Linked DNA regions of Sus scrofa: regions 2 and 3 are each linked to region 1. Evidence: chromatin contacts called from public HiChIP or PLAC-seq data. All regions are on one chromosome and are shown on one strand. The core of a region is the stretch at or near the end of the contact, and the rest is flanking DNA. Distances in the headings are between cores, read along the strand shown.

Region 1 (5,062 bases), core at 1,349-3,848:
ATCTGCAGCATATGGCGGTTCCCAGGCTAGGGGTCTAATTGGAGCTGCAGCTGCCAGCCTACACCACAGCCACAGCAACGCAGGATCCGGGCCACTTCTGTGACCTACACCACAGCTCACGGCAACACTGGATCCTTAACCCACTGAGCGAGGCCAGGGATCAAACCTGCATCCTCATGGTTCCTAGTCAGATTGTTTCCACTGCACCGCAGTGGGAACTCCCCCATATGACATCGCTTATATGTGAAATCTAAAATATGGCACAAAGGAACCTAACTACTAAACAGAAACTAACACGCAGACATAAGAGTACAGACTTGTGGTTGCCAAGGAGGATGCACTGGGAGTTTGGGGTTAGTAGATGCAAACTATTTATTACATTTGCAATGGATAAGCAATGAGGTCCTGATGCACAGAGAACTATATGCAATCTCCTGGGATAGACCATGATGAAAAAGAATATTATAAAAGAATGTGTATATATATACATATAACTGAGTCACTTTGCTGTACAGTAGAAAGTGGCACAACACTATAAACCAACTATACTTTAATTTTTAAAAAATTTTAAAAAGGAACCATTTCTTGATAGATTTGTAGTACAAATAAAACTCTACTTTCCTGTTCTGAAGAACAAGTATTGATAACTTGAAATAGGAAAAAAAAATCCATCTACTCTTGGCAAAAAAGAGCTTTATGGGCTGCTACTGGCACATAGGACTAAAGATTATGTGGGACCCAAAGAAAAATTTATCTTCCTTATAGAGGAAGCAATGGCATTCTCTCCTCATGGCCTCTGGAATCTCACCATCCAAGTATACTGGGTAAAGACTTTTATAGATACGGTCAAGCAGTCTGTTCACAGCTGATTCACTTCCAATATATTCAGACTTAGTTTATGCTACTGACCATACACTACAGAAGCGGCATGAAATTCAAAGAAACTGCATGAAATTACTGTTCAGAGAAATTCAATAATGTAGATATGCAGGTTCTATCACCAGCACACAAAATAGGGCAGCAACCCAGAAGAATCCTAGAAGAAATGGTAGCACTGGGTCTTAAAAATTCAGTTTCCGTCCTGACGCAGTGGATGACGAATCCGACTAGGAACCATGAGGTTGTGGGTTCGATCCCTGGCCTTGCTCAGTGGGTTAAGGATCCGGCGTTGCAGTGAGCTGTGGTGTGGGTCACAGATGCGGCTCGGATCCCACGTTGCTGTGGCTCTGGTGTAGGCCAGAGGCTACAGCTCGAATTCGACCCCTACCCTGGGAAACTCCGCATGCCGCGGGAGCGGCCCAAGAAATGGCAAAAAGACAAAAAAAACAAAAACAAAAACAGAAGGACATCTACTCTCCCAGGTAGGTTTGTGTTGTAGGAAGAATTTGTAGCCTCTCGTGCTACTTTCTTTTTCTGGCTGAGGAAATCGAAATATAAGTTTTGCCTTTAGAATTCGGACGTTTCTATACATGGGAAAAATACTCATCTCAAACAACTGGACGAATCATCTTACTCTAAAAGAGCAGGACATAAAGCCTCTTCAACTTCCTGTCTCTTCTTTAGCAAATCTTTCCAAAATTCTACCCCTGCATTCTTCCCACATCACCTCATGTAACTACTTGATGCCAAGTTCTCAAATGGCCTGCCCTGGAAAGGAAGAGTTTCCACGCATTCATGCCTCCAGACTAGCTCGCAAATATCCTTTAATTACACATTCCGCCCCAACTCCCCACACACATATACTCTCGGAGCTGTGATAGGAGGCCGAGAGAAATCCAGGAGCCCCAAAATAGGGAAAGAGGGGTGGGGTGACTACTGCATGTTCCACTGTCATTTAAGGGGGGAAAAAAAAGAGTAAGAAAGAAAGCGGCACATGCTCTTTCTAAATGTACGCGGAAACTGAAGCCGGGCAAGTCCTCCCTGAGGCCTCACGGGTGTGGCCCTGTGGCTGCACCCGGGCACGAAGAAGGGTCAAATCCAAAGATGCCCCTGGGAGTGCCGAGGGGTTCTGGGCTCAGGTCTGAATAAACGAGGACCCGATCTAGCCAGGGCGTGTCCGGGCGGAGCGAGGGACCAGGCCGTCGAGAAAGGTGATCCTCAGGAACAGGAACAGGGCTCCGAAGGGAGAGCCGTTCCCTGCACACAAGCTTGACTGGTTTTCTCCCTAGGTCGGGCCAGGGGAGACAAAAGGCCCAGAGAGCGTATTAGGGCACCCGGAGCAGGCCCGGTCAGAGGAATAAGCTGGGTCCCCGGCGAGCCCCGGGAACACCCTGAGGACCGGAGAGGTGCGTCTCCTTGGTGCCGACGCTCCACTTACGTCATTGACCGTCGCTGCCCAGAGTCCAAGCTCGGGCACAGCGCCCACAGCCGCCGGACCCCAGCACAGAAGGCAGAGGGCGACGCGCAGCACCGGACCCCCGGTGGGAAGGAACCAGAACCCAGCTCGTGCGGCAGAAGCCATCTTGACGCGGAATCCGCACCTGGCGCTCCGTGACGCCCGCCAAGCCCGGGGCCCGCACCAGGTGCAGCTCCGCCCCTGGGAGGCGGGCTCGGGTCCGGGAAGTGTGGCTGGGACATGGAGGCGGGGCTCGAGGCCGGCCACTGCGTGGAGCTGGAGGCGGGGCCAGAGCGTGGAAAGAACGGGTGCGGGCGGGGGAGGAGGGTCGGAGCGTGAGGGCGGGGCCAATATGGGGGGCGGGGCCGGGGAGGAGGCGGGGCTCTGAATCTGGCGGCTACGGAGGAGGGGGTGGGTATGGGGGCAAGGGGTGGGTCTCAGGGCCGGGTCGGGGGGCGGGGCTTGGGGAGGCGGGGCTCAGAATCCTGCCCTAGCTGGTTTCTGCTTCCGCCCCAGGCGGGAGGCTCAGATCTCAGGCTCCGTGGGGTTGTGGACGGATGCGTAGGGAGGAGTTGCTAGCTAAGGTTTTGCTTTATTTCATTTTCTTGAATTCTCTCCGTTTGCCAGTACTACAGTCACCTCAGCACGAGGGAAACAAACTGTCCTCTAAATTCACCGTAAGTGCCGGGAAAGTGCTTTGAGGTAGGGTCAGTTGAACCCAAGGCATTGTATTGTGTGTGTAATGCCATGTCTGTAGGACAGTTAATAATTTTCAGAACAAATAAAGTTCCCCGATTGCTTAAATCTCTGAGGGGCAGAGCTTGGGTCTAATTGTGTACTTCAGGCATTTTTGACTGTGAAAGCTAAATAAATCTCTTGCCAAAGAGAACTATGGTAGTTTATTTTTAAATGTAAATAATGTCCAGAGGGAGAATAAAATCCTGATTTTGTTGCAGGAAGCTGGATACCTTCCAAGAGCCTGAGTATTGCCTCTTGTCCGACACTGGGAAATAAATTGTCCGAGGAGACGCATAAGCTGACAAAGCAAAAGACTTTATTGGGGAGTTCCCTTTGTGGCTCAGTGAAAACGTATCCGACTAGAATCCATGCGCATGTGAGTTGGATCCCTGGCCACGATCACTGGGTTAAGAATCCGTTGCGGTGAGCTGTGGTGTAGGTCGCAGATGCAATTCGGATCCTGAGTTGCTGTGGCTGTGGCATAGCCTGGCAGCTACAGCTCCATTTCAATCCCTCACCTGAGAACCTCCAAATGCTGCAGGTGCGGTTCTAAAAAGAAAAAAAAAAAAAAAAAAAGACTTTATAAGACTTTATTGGGAAGGGATACTGGGTTGTCTCTGGCCAATCATCTTGCTTGTCCCATATTTGGTCACCAAGCTCAGGGTCCTTGGTGACTGGCACCTCTCAGCCAAGATGGATTCCAGCGCCAAGGATCCTGGGAGGCTGGTTGTCTCCTCCCTCCCAAATTCTGCCCTGTTAGACTTCAGGGCAGAACCACATTCCTTATCAAACCCTCCTATTGTGAAACAACTCCTGCAAGAGTCTATTACCGTGTCTGGCCATAGTGGGTTGTTCCAGTCAGTGGTTCCCTAACAATTTAACCGTGTCATTAATGTAAGATAGGATCTATTTATAGTTAAGAGGACCTGGCCAGTTTTTCAGCCAGTAATTATTGAGAACCTAATAGGTACAAAGACTGCAGGTGCATTCCATCCATGCCTTTCCCAGGAGACAGACAGTGTGCTCAGTCTATATGGGTACGAATAACAAGTGTGGAGAGATCACACAAGAGCATCCACCAGAGATTTAGAAGGTAAGGCTGGTGGAAGGAGAGGACATGAGATCATTTAAGTCCTAGGAAGAGTTAACGGTGAGTTAGTTGTGGGAGCCAGGGGTAGATTTGAAGGTGTTTTAGGAAAGAGAGGAAAGCCTGTGTTAAGGCTTGGAGGAACAAAAAGACCTACCAAATGACTAGGTATTGGTATCAGATGGACCTTGGCAAGAGTGAGAAATTTAAACAGTGCAGAAATATCCAGCTCCTCCTAAGCCTGGATAGGAAGATAGCGCTTTAGTCTAAGAACATCAGAGGGGCAACAGTGTTTTTTGTTTTTGTTTTTTTTTTTTTTTTGCTTTTTAGGGTTGAGCCGGATGCATATGGAGGTTCCCAGGCTAAGGGTACAGTTGGAGCTACAGCTATCACAGCCATAGCAACATCAGATCCAAGCAATGTCTGCAACCTACACCACAGCTCATGGCAACACCAGATCCTTGACCCACTTTTCGAGGCCAGGGATGGAACCTGCAACCTCATGGTTCCTAGTCTGATTCATTTCATTCATTTCTGCTGCACCATGATGGAATCTCCTTTCTTTCTTTTCTTTTTTTTGAACAGTGGTTTTTAAGCAAGGAGAATGAGGTGATCAAAAAGATAATTTTTGTTGTTCTATGAAAACTGTGAAAGAGGGCAATAAGATAACCAGTTAAGAATATTTCAATAATTTGTATGACCAGTTGAGAATAAATTACAGTAATTAAGAGATGGTGGCCTCAGCTATAGAAGCAGTTATGAGGATGGAGATTTGGATGGATGCCAGGGATATGGGAAATGAAGATTTTAAATTAAGAAAGCCTTGGTAATTGATTAGATATTGGAGCTTAGGAAGGAGTGGGGTTAAGGCTGGAATAAATGAAATGTGGAACATCTGGAGG
Region 2 (5,062 bases), core at 915-3,414, 200 kb after region 1:
GCTGGTCCTGGAGGGCTGTGGAAACCTGGTGCTGTATACAGGAGTGGTTCGGGTAAGTAATAAACAGCATTTTGTGCTTCAGTAGGACTATTTCCTTAATTATTATTTTTTAATGTTACTTTAGTGTGATATTTAAAATTTGTTAGCTCTGTCTGCAGGATTCTTGTAAGAGTTGAAAATAAAGTCTTCAATTTAGGTTGGGTCTAATTTGGAGTCTAGGATTCACTATCAGATGGATTGGCACTGTGAACACAGTGCAGTTGGGAAACCTTTAATGAGTATAGATGGATTATTAAATAAAAAGGAAGAGAAATTAACTGAAGTTTTATAAAGAATATAGTTTTAAAATTAATGTCTGGGTAGATTTGTTAAGTCTCAAAGTTTTAGTAAAGTTGCATTATGTTAAATGTATAGTAGGAGTTCCTGTGGTTGTGCAGCGGGATTGGCAGTGCCTTGGGAGCGCTGAGACACAGGTTCGATCCCTGACCTGGCACAGATCTGGTGTTGCTGCAGCTGTGGCTTGGGTCACAGCTATAGCTCGGATCTGATCCCTGGCCTGGGAACTCCATATGCTGTGGGGTGGCCAAAAAAAAAAAGTATGGTGTTTATGTTGGCTGTATTATTTTAAATAGTTGTGAAGTTTATATACAGAATAATGTAAATTTTGCAAATTTAAATTATGAAATTTAAATTCAACTTGAAGAATGAGGCAAACATTCGTATAACCACTACCCAGGTTAAGATGCGGACTGTTGCCAATATCTCTACAGTCTCCTGAGTGTGCTTTCCACGTTGCGGCCTCACCGCCCAGAGGTGGACAGTACCCTTACTTGCAATCAATCCCCTCTCCCTCCACCCTTTTTTAGCCTTGCCATTGGCACGCAGAAGTTCCTGGGCCAGGGATCGAACATAGGCCACAGCAGTGAAGGGTGGATTCTTAACCCTCTGAGCCAACAGGAAACTCTTCAGTCCCCCTTTTTAAAAATTAATTGTTTTTCACAATTGTGTATCACTAAGTAGTAAATTGTTTAGTTTTTCTTTGTTTTTGAATTTTCATGTAAAGGAAACATACCACATACTCTTCTCTGACGAGACCATTTTGCTCAACATTCTATTATTTTTAGATTTACATATGTCAATGTGTAGCTCTTGTAGACCTGTTCACTGTTACATAGTTTTCCATTGTATGATTATACCAAAACTTTACCAGCCACTATGGTTGTTTTGTTGTTTCTGCTGTTTTCTCTAATAATGCTTTAAAAAGTTTTTTTTTTTTTTTAAGATACATGTCTTCTAGCCTTTAGAATATATTCATATTCAGCTTAGCCATGTGGTGCCAAATCGTATCAGGGTTGCAAGGTTGTACAGCAGTGTATGAGAGTTCTCAAAGCTTTTTTATATTCTTGCTAATCCAGAGTACTGTTAATTTTTTTCTCCCGTATTTGTGCCTCATTACAGCCAAGTAAGACTGGAAGGCTCCCCACCTGGCCTTTACTGACAGGCCTGAGGGGTAGGGTGCAGTATTTTCCCTTGATGTTTGTCTGGAGTAGGTTGGTTATTGTCTAGAAGTTTTCTATCTTGCTAGGCCATTCCTTTCCTGATTCTTTGGCCAAGGAGAGCAGGATTTCTTGGCTCTTTTTCTTATCTGCTCCCATAGTGAGATTGGGGTCTGCCTCAACTTCCACACTGCCTAGAGGCCAGTTTCTGAACTGAATGGTGTTACAGACCATTGTTTAGTTCTCACATCTTTTACTGTGTCATTTTTGGTGAGTTTCACACATGAGTCTCTCAGAGGCCTGCCCAGAATTTCATATACATATTTAGAAAGTTCTTTTGTCTATTTCCTTTCTCTCCATTCCTCCCCTCATTCCCCAGTTGGGACAGAGAGGGGTTACTGCCTTGTTATTGCAGGGTGGGGATAGAATACAGTGCTCCACCCAGACTCTGGAAGAGAAGGGGAGAGGTAGGTGCTTTATTATTGTAGAGCCTGGGTGAAGGCCAGACTCTTCCCCTGGGCAGGGGCTGCGCACCGTGGGGAGGTGGAGAGGGGCTGCCTGGTGATGATGAAAGCAGGGCTTTGTCCACAGTCTCTGGCTGCAGTGCCTGCAGAGCTGAGATGTAGGATAGGCCTGCCCCTCTCTGTGTGGACCAGGGCGCCACCTAGTCCTCGCAGGTGGGATGACAGGACCCCGCCCTCTGTCTCCATCCATGACTCATGAACAGGTGGGCACTGAGGGCCGTGGCTTTTTCCATGTGTTTGCCTGAAGTGGGGCAGGCATGGGGAAAATGTTTCTTCCCTGCTTCTTCACTCTTCCCAACCAAATTTTGGCAAAAAGAGTAAGGTTTCCCTGGGTCCTTTTGGTCTGTGCCTGTGGGCATTTCTGGGTTGCGGACCTTTGAGAGGCCAAGGCCTGGTTATGAGGGAGTTAGAGAAACACAGACAAAAAGCTCAGGAATTCCATAGGTCATTCCTGGTTCTCAGGTCCCTAGCCAGTCAGTCTTTTTTCCCTACCACATAGAGTCTTCTGTTAGTTTCATCATCAATTCATATGTTTTGTGGTAGTGGTAATTAGTGGGAGGAATAGCATGGGATATGCTTACTCCATATTTTTATGACCCAGAGGTGTCTCTGATGGCTTTTCAAAATCTTACATTTACTAGTGCTCACTGTCATTTTTGTTCTTTAATCCTAAGGATTTTATTTGGACAACTTTTGTGATTTTATTAGCTTTCAGGGAGTATATTGACATAAGTATGTATATAGTTAAAATTTCACTTTAGTTCTGAGTATCTCCTTTTAGTCCTTTTAGTCTTTATCTCCTATTAGTCTTTTTAGTTTTCAGCCTGTATGGGTGTGAATTTCTATTGTATTTTTCCTGAGAACCCTATGGATAGCTATATGGAGGAGGAAGCCTTTGAGAGTTTATGACGGAAGACAGGTTGTGAGCTAGAGAGTACAATTTGAATTAGGTTGGATTTAATTTCTTGAGTATCACTTCAGCCTGATTTTTTTGACCCTGAAGAAGTAATTGGTGTTCTTTCTTTCTGCCAGGAGACTAGTTAATAAGATCGATGCTTATAGTCTCTGAAAGCTTAGTGTCCTTGCAGTCTTTATCATCAATAGGGTAGAAAAATGCAAAAAAAGGTCCTTAATAATGAAAAGGACCTGCCAAAAAAAGGTCCTTAATAATGAAAAGAAGGAATCAGGCTAAGAGAATTTATGGCAAGATATTTGTAGTTGGATGGTGGACTGATACATTATTAAAATTTTAATTCTGTTTATTTTTTAGTTGCATTTGGTGAGCATAAACTTTGAAATATTAAAAGAAATAATATGCTTACATGCTGCACTGTTTTATTTAAGAATATGATACATTAAAGCTAATGTCTTTTGGCATGTATTTTATTGTTCAAAGGTGGGAAAGGTTTTTATTCCCGGACTGCCAGCTCCCTCCCTGACAGTGTCCAACACGATGCCTCGGCCCAGCACGCCGCTTGACAGCGTTAGTACTCCTAACCCTCTGAGTAAACTGCTTGGACCCTTGGATGAGGTAAGAAAGGGTTTAGGTGTTGTCGCAAATTAGTTGTGTTTTAAAGAAGTTTGGTCAAATACTCGTTTTTTTCCATGGTTAACCTTTTTTCTGTTTTAAAAATGACAATTGGAATTTTAGCTAATGCTTGTAGAATATAAATATTTTCAAACACAAGTGATTCAGTGAACATACATTGACTTTCCTCATGATGTGTAAGGTACTTTTTGAAGGTACTACAGTGAGGAAAGTGATGCATTCTTTTTCATCTAGGGCTCTCCCAGTTTACTTGGGTGGAACAGATATGCTGTGTGTTTTAAGAAATTATAATTTAAGATAGACTACTAAGGGGAGTTCCCGTTGTGGTGCAGCAGAAACAAATCCAACTAGGAACCATGAGGTGCGAATTCAATCCCTGGCCTTGCTCAGTGGGTTAAGGATCTGGTTTTGCCATGGGCTATGGTGCAGGTCGCAGACGTGGCTCAGATCTGGCAGACGTGGCTGTGGCGTAGGCCAGTGGGTACATCTCCGATTGGACCCCTAGCCTGGGAACCTCCATATGCCGCAGGTGTGGCCTTAAAAAGACAAAAAAAAAAAAAGACAAAAAAAAAAAAAAAGGCTACTAAGGCTTATGAATGAGGAGCAAAGAGTACCATAGGATATTCATTGATTGGAAGATCTATCGTGATGGGGTGATATGGTAGAAGCAGAGCCTCCTCTCTGAGAGACCTGAGGGTAAGTAGGTATGTATAGGTGGAAAGGGGCATTGGGGTAAAGAGAGATCACTGGTGTGGGCTCAGAGGCTCCAGAGTGTGGAACGTTTTTAAGGTGTAATTGTGTCTCCATCTCCTAGCATACAGTAAGACTCAGCACATCTGTGGAATGAGTGAATGCTTATGAAAGTCCATGTAGAGTGTTGGGTGAGGCAGGGCAAAGGATGGGATAATAATAAGCTGTTTTCTGGTGTTATCTGTGTACTAGGCACTGTTCTGAGTGTTTCATATATGTTAACTCATTAAGTCCCGTCTAATAGCTTTATTAGGAAAATAATCCTTGCTTTATGAATGGGTACATGGAGGTACAGAGATAGTACTTGTCTCAAGACATAGCTAACAAGTGGTAGAGTTAGGATTTATACTCTTCCTAACATGCTTCTAAAGAAGGAAGAATGAAAGGTTTTTATTAGGAGTACAGTCACCAGAGCACTGTAGGTTTGGGGATGGTGGAGTTAGGAGTGTTGGATTTGTGGTTTAGATAGGTTTATCTTGGGACTGAAGATAGGGACACCAATTAGATCCCAAGAGGTGTGAGACTCTGGGGCCACCTCCTTCCGGTTTCCTTCTTTTTTTCCTTATCTTGGTCCTCAAGTCCGGGTTGTCTCCACAGCTCTCCAGTGCCACCGATCAGATGGTTTGCTATTTTTATCTAGTTTTTCTAGTTGCTTTTGGTGAGGACCTTGATCTGCTCTAGAGTACTTCATCATACTTAGAGCAGAATGGTTTTAAATCATTATTGGCAACTGTTAGTTAGAC
Region 3 (5,062 bases), core at 920-3,419, 160 kb after region 1:
AAGATAAAAACAAAAGGTAGGAGAAATTTTTCATTTTTCCAGCTGGGTAGGTTTTAACAGACCTTTTGTGATTATCTGACTCAAGTGATTATTAGCTACAAAAGTTCTTTGTTACAGCTTTTTTTTTTTTTTTTTTTTTCTATTTTAGGGCCACACTCATGGCATATGGAGGTTCCCAGGCTAGGGGTCGAATCGGAGCTGCCTGTTGGCCTATACACCACAGCCACAGCAACGCAGCATCTGAGCCATGTCTGCAAACTACACGACAACTCACAGCAACGACAGATCCTTAACCTACTGAGCAAAGCCAGGGATTGAATTCACATCCTCATGGATCCTTCGTTAACTATTGAATCACAAGGGAACGCCACAGCTTTTTTAAAAAATTAGAAAAAGAGTTTCCATTGTGGCTCAGTGGTAATGAACCTGACTAGTATTCATGAGGATTTGGGTTGGATCCCTGGCCTTGCTCAGTGGGTTAAGGATCTGGCATTGCCATGAGCTGCGGTATAGGCCAGCAGCTGCAGCTCTGATTCGACCCCTAGTCTGGGAACTTCCATATGCCGCCGGTGTGTTCCTAAAAAGACAAGGGAAAAAAAAAAAAAAAAAGACAAGGAAAAGAAAAACTTCATTTAAAAAATACCTTCCACCAAAACTGTCATTTATGTTACTACTTTATCCATAATTTTCACTATATTCACTACCTCCAAAAATGGCCAGCCTTCCCTAGTGGCAAAATATAACAGATTAGTAGCAGATTATGGAAAATGGATCTGGCAGAAATGCTGAGGAGTTTTTGAGGGGTTTGTAAGGGGTTGGGGGTTAAAAACAGAACTGTTTTAGTTCTTTGCTTGATTTAGGCTGTAGATGTTTGCTTCGAATGGCTACACTGCCTCAAATTATAAACTGCATATGCAATTTAATGTGTAACCAGAGGGTGCACTGCTTAAGAATTTCTTATTTGAGCAACTAAGTTCGCCAATGAAAATCTCAGAGGAAAAAAATGTGAAGCTAAATGGCTTAACTAGAAATCGAACTCTCCAGGTATTCTTAAAAAATCTTTTGACTATAATGAGGTGAAAGCTAAATCTTTCAGTTAAGGAAAAAAAATGCTTATGATGTGTTTATTCAGTATAAAGCCTGGTTAAGTTTTTTCCAGCTTCCTCAAGAAATGCCATCAGCAATTAAACATCGAACCTGTTAATCACTTACCCTCCAAACAAGCTGCTGGTGCAGACTGGGACCTGGGTTCCTTGCCTCGACTTCCCGACCCAGGGTCTTATATTGGAAAGTCTAGCAGAATCGAGATAAACCCTAAACACGGTCCACACACAACAGTTTCTATTCAGCAATAATAGGGGTGAAAAGAATGTTTCCCCCCTTTCCGGGGCCGCCACGCTCACAGGGTGTCCTTGCTAATGTTGTCCATAAGGGCTCAAGCGGAGCAGCCGGGTCCGCAGTCCCTTTCGGTCGCACCCCAGCCTGGGTGGATCAGCACCGGGACTGCGACCCCAACTCCCACAGTCTGCTGGTCTCCGGGCGCGGGTCCCCCTGGAGATGGGGTCTGCCGCTCCCAGAACTCCCGCCACAGCCAGGGTCCAACCGCGCAACCAAGTCCAGGGCAAAGTTTCTGGCGCATTCCGCGCCAGACCTGCGACCAGCGTTCCTCTCCGCGCAAAACTTTTGGGCTTGCAGCGCTTCCAGTCAAGCTCGATTTCCCCCTGGGCGGTTAAGGGGAGCCCTCGGTACCCACCCCTTCCCGACTCCACCGGGACGCGCGCCCACGACCCAGCCTGGGTGCGGGGACAGTGGGTTGCTAGAAACTCCTGCGCGCCAGCGCCTGGCACCGCTGGGGCGCGGGGAGATGTTTGCAAACTTTCTTGCAGCCGGGTGCGCCCAGGTCGGTGCGCTCCCACCTCCCAGCTCCCGGCCGCGAGCCCCCAGCCCCCAGCGCCGGGCCCCTGGCCCCGGGCACTCACCTCCCCTCCAGAGCGCGGGGAGGAGGAGCCACCGCAAGAGCAGCAGCAGAGCCCGTCCCATCCTGGGGCGCGGATCTGGAAATTCTCTCTGGACCGACGGAGAGACAGACGTCTGGAACACGCCGCGTCGTCCGCCAAGCGCGCCAGAGAAGCGGCCCAGTACCGGCGGCCCGGGCAGCTCCAACCCCGAAGTGGCGAAGCCGAGCAGCGGCGGGAGGCGCTGAGGGCTGGAGGGGGCGGGCCGGGGGCCGAGTCCGAGCGGACCCTAGCCAGTTGGGTTGGGAAGCGGGCGGGAAGGCGGGGGGGAGAGGAGGGCCGAGGAGGAGGAGTAAGGGGACAAGGCTGGACTAGAGGGGCGGGGAGGGGCTGGTCTGGGCGGACCTGGATGTGGGGTGGGGGCGAGGGGACAGGAGAGAGGGGAGGAGGTGGGGGCCGTAAAGGGGAGGGGCGACCGGAGGTGGAGAGGAGAACCCGGCCCAGGCCTCTGGGCGGTCCCGGCGTCCAACACGTGCAGGTGGGAGGGACAGAGGGAGGAGATAAAGTTCCAGAGGAGTAGAAGACGCCCGAGGCAGCCACCAGACCTAAGAGGAGGGGCCAGCGGCTCCCGGGCAGCGGCGACCCCGCAATCCAGGCTTAGTGGACCCAGAAAACTCAGGCAGCAGCAGCTCTCCCAGAGGACAAGGCCACAGTGGTAGGCGATCTTTCTGAGCGCCGCATCCACCGGCTCCCGGCCGAGCGCTCCCCGCCTACACCGCCTCGGGTATCGGGCCAAAGGTGAGAGACCAGCCCTGGCCTTTAGGAACTCTCCTCCCCCCGGGGGAAGAACCACTGTGTCCCCTTGTCAAAGACGTGATGGTCATGGAAGATCGTCAAGGAAAAAGTGCAGAACACTAGCGGAAAGAGATAGCCCCGCAGTGATAAAGTGTGTAGGGGCCAAGGGGGCAGCCGCTAGAGTTAATGTATTTTAATGTGATCCTTTGACAACGTGAGCTAAATCTTGGCATTCCTCTAATCACAACTCCACTGGTGGTTCCTGCTTTCTCCCTGCAAAAGAGTCAAAGTCCTGCCTGTGGCTGACAAGGTCTTAGAAGACGTGGTCCTCTTTCCTCTCTGACATCATCTCCTTACTCCATTTCCATTTACGCTGCTTTCTGATCCAGCAGTCCCTGACTCCTAGGCTGGTGGTCACTTGGGGTATATTTGGCTGTAAGGAGACAACAAGCCCAAATGGATTTAGATTGGTTATTACACTGACAGCAAAAGTAACATCAGCATGGTGACATCACCTGGCATCCCTAGTCTCTCAGGGTGACACGGATCTCAAGGGGCCAGATGAACAGATGTGAACAGTGAGGGGATCTGCTGCTAAGAAGCTAATTCTAAAGTACAGCAGAGCAGTTTCACATACGTACCCAGGAGCCTGCTGCTGTGCTTGGGGGCAGGAGGAAACCTGGAGGGAAGGCAGCAGAAAGTCCTATGCTCAACTGAAAATATGGAGAGGGAAGAAAACAGCCTTGTAGCAGTTTTCCTCAAGTCGGGGATGTGACAGATGACAGACAGTCAGGATATGAAAAGATGCCCAACATCACTAATTATGAGAGAAATGCAAATCAAAACTACAATGAGGTATCGCCTCACACCAGTCAGAACGGCCATTATCAAAAAGTCTAAGATACTAAATGCTAGAGAGGGTGTGGAAAAAAGGAAACTGTCCTCAACTGTTAGTGGGGATGTAATTGGTGCAGCCACTATGGAGAATAGTATAGGGGTTCCCTAAAAAACTAAAAACAGAATTAGTATATGGTCCAGCAATCCCTATCATGGGCATATATCTGGAGAAAACTCTAATTGAGAAGATACATGCACCCCAAAGTTCAGAGCAACACTATTCACAATAGCCAAGACATGGTAGCAATCTAAGTGTCCATCAAGAGATGAACAGATAAAGAAGATATAGTATGTATACACAATGGTATATTACCAGCCATAAAAAGATTGAAATATTGCCATTTGCAAGCAAGATGGATAGACCTAGAGATGATCATACTAAGTGAAACTGTCAGAGACAAATATCATATTCCACTTATATGTGGAATCTTAAAAAATGATACAACTGATGAAAAGAGCATGTTTTAAAGAAGGCCTTAGGGAAAAAAAAGAAAGCATTAGGGAAGAAAAAATACATTTATAGTACTGTACTGTATTTACCAATACCATAAGTTTATATCACGTGTTTAAAAGATGTAAAACATGTCAATACCTATATTGATATTAAATAGTCTTATATGATACAAAACACTGTAGATAGTACACGTATGACTAACATTAGACATCAAAAGTGAAAACATAACTTGAAAAATAGGGAGTTCCCTGGTGGCTCAGCATGTTAAGGATCTAGTGTTATCACTGTTGTAGCTTGGGTCACTGCTGTGGCTCAGGTTCAATCCCTGACCCAGGAACTTCTACATGACACAAGCATGGCCAAAAAAAAAAAAATGCATATTTATATAAGGTACCATATTTACTTATTTACTTATTTATGGCCATGCCTATGGCATGTGGAATTTCCCAGGCCAGGGATCAAACCCAGGCCACAGTAGAACCCAAGCTGCTGCAGTGACAACACCAGATCCTTAACCTGCTGCACCACAAAAGAACTCTGGTGTCATATTTATCGAAAAAAATCTAGAGTTCCCATTGTGGCTCAATGGTAATTATCCCGACTAGTATCCACGAGTATGGGGGTTCAATCCCTGGCCCCGCTCAGTGGGTTAAGGATCCGGCATTCCCATGAGCCGCAGTATAAATTGCAGACACAGCTCAGATCTGGCATTGCTGTGGCTGTGGTGTAGGCCAGTGGCTACAGCTCCAATTCAACCCCTAGCTTGGTAACTTCTATATCTGCAGGTGCAGCCCTAAAAAGACAAAAAGAAAAAAGAAAGAAAGAAATCTGAGTGTAAATGGACCCTCAAAGTTCAAATCTGTGTTGTTTAAGAGTCAACAGGACTGGTATTAGACAGTGTAAGAGACTACATTTGGAGAGGTGAATGACAAACTGGAAGAACCAGTGTCTAGCCCTTGCA

Evidence for each region. HiChIP or PLAC-seq counts read pairs in DNA pulled down with a chosen protein or histone mark.
Region 2: a contact with region 1 is called in an H3K27ac HiChIP or PLAC-seq map of alveolar macrophages. The contact joins the enhancer-like site here to the promoter of TMEM87B in region 1. A contact is called at or near these places in 2 of 5 promoter capture datasets (fetal liver and liver), 27 of 47 Hi-C or Micro-C datasets (adipose tissue, alveolar macrophages, blood and 15 more) and 2 of 2 datasets of contacts at active chromatin or transcription factors (alveolar macrophages and skeletal muscle).
Region 3: an H3K27ac HiChIP or PLAC-seq map of alveolar macrophages shows a contact between it and region 1. The contact joins the promoter of MERTK here to the promoter of TMEM87B in region 1. A contact is called at or near these places in 2 of 5 promoter capture datasets (fetal liver and liver), 8 of 47 Hi-C or Micro-C datasets (embryonic fibroblasts, heart right ventricle, liver and 3 more) and 2 of 2 datasets of contacts at active chromatin or transcription factors (alveolar macrophages and skeletal muscle).

Annotation. Positions count from the first base shown.
Region 1 is chr3:44,325,172-44,330,233 of Sscrofa11.1, forward strand. TMEM87B (transmembrane protein 87B) reads right to left here and starts at 2,599. Exons shown (of 20, transcript XM_021087028.1): 1 at 2,318-2,599. The coding sequence starts at 2,461.
Region 2 is chr3:44,529,252-44,534,313 of Sscrofa11.1, forward strand. It overlaps ANAPC1 (anaphase-promoting complex subunit 1), which reads left to right. Exons shown (of 48, transcript XM_021087035.1): 13 at 1-52; 14 at 3,417-3,551. Among named protein-coding and RNA genes, the nearest start is that of ANAPC1, 48 kb to the left of the region's middle. Within about 2 kb of position 2,165, at least 11 of the 83 cell types and tissues checked have an H3K27ac peak or open chromatin away from gene starts, as enhancers often do. A contact at or near this core is called in adipose tissue and alveolar macrophages, where this site is marked.
Region 3 is chr3:44,481,231-44,486,292 of Sscrofa11.1, forward strand. MERTK (tyrosine-protein kinase Mer) reads right to left here and starts at 2,170. Exons shown (of 19, transcript XM_021087030.1): 1 at 1,980-2,170. The coding sequence starts at 2,040. It overlaps ANAPC1 (anaphase-promoting complex subunit 1), which reads left to right and starts at 2,731. Exons shown (of 48, transcript XM_021087035.1): 1 at 2,731-2,753.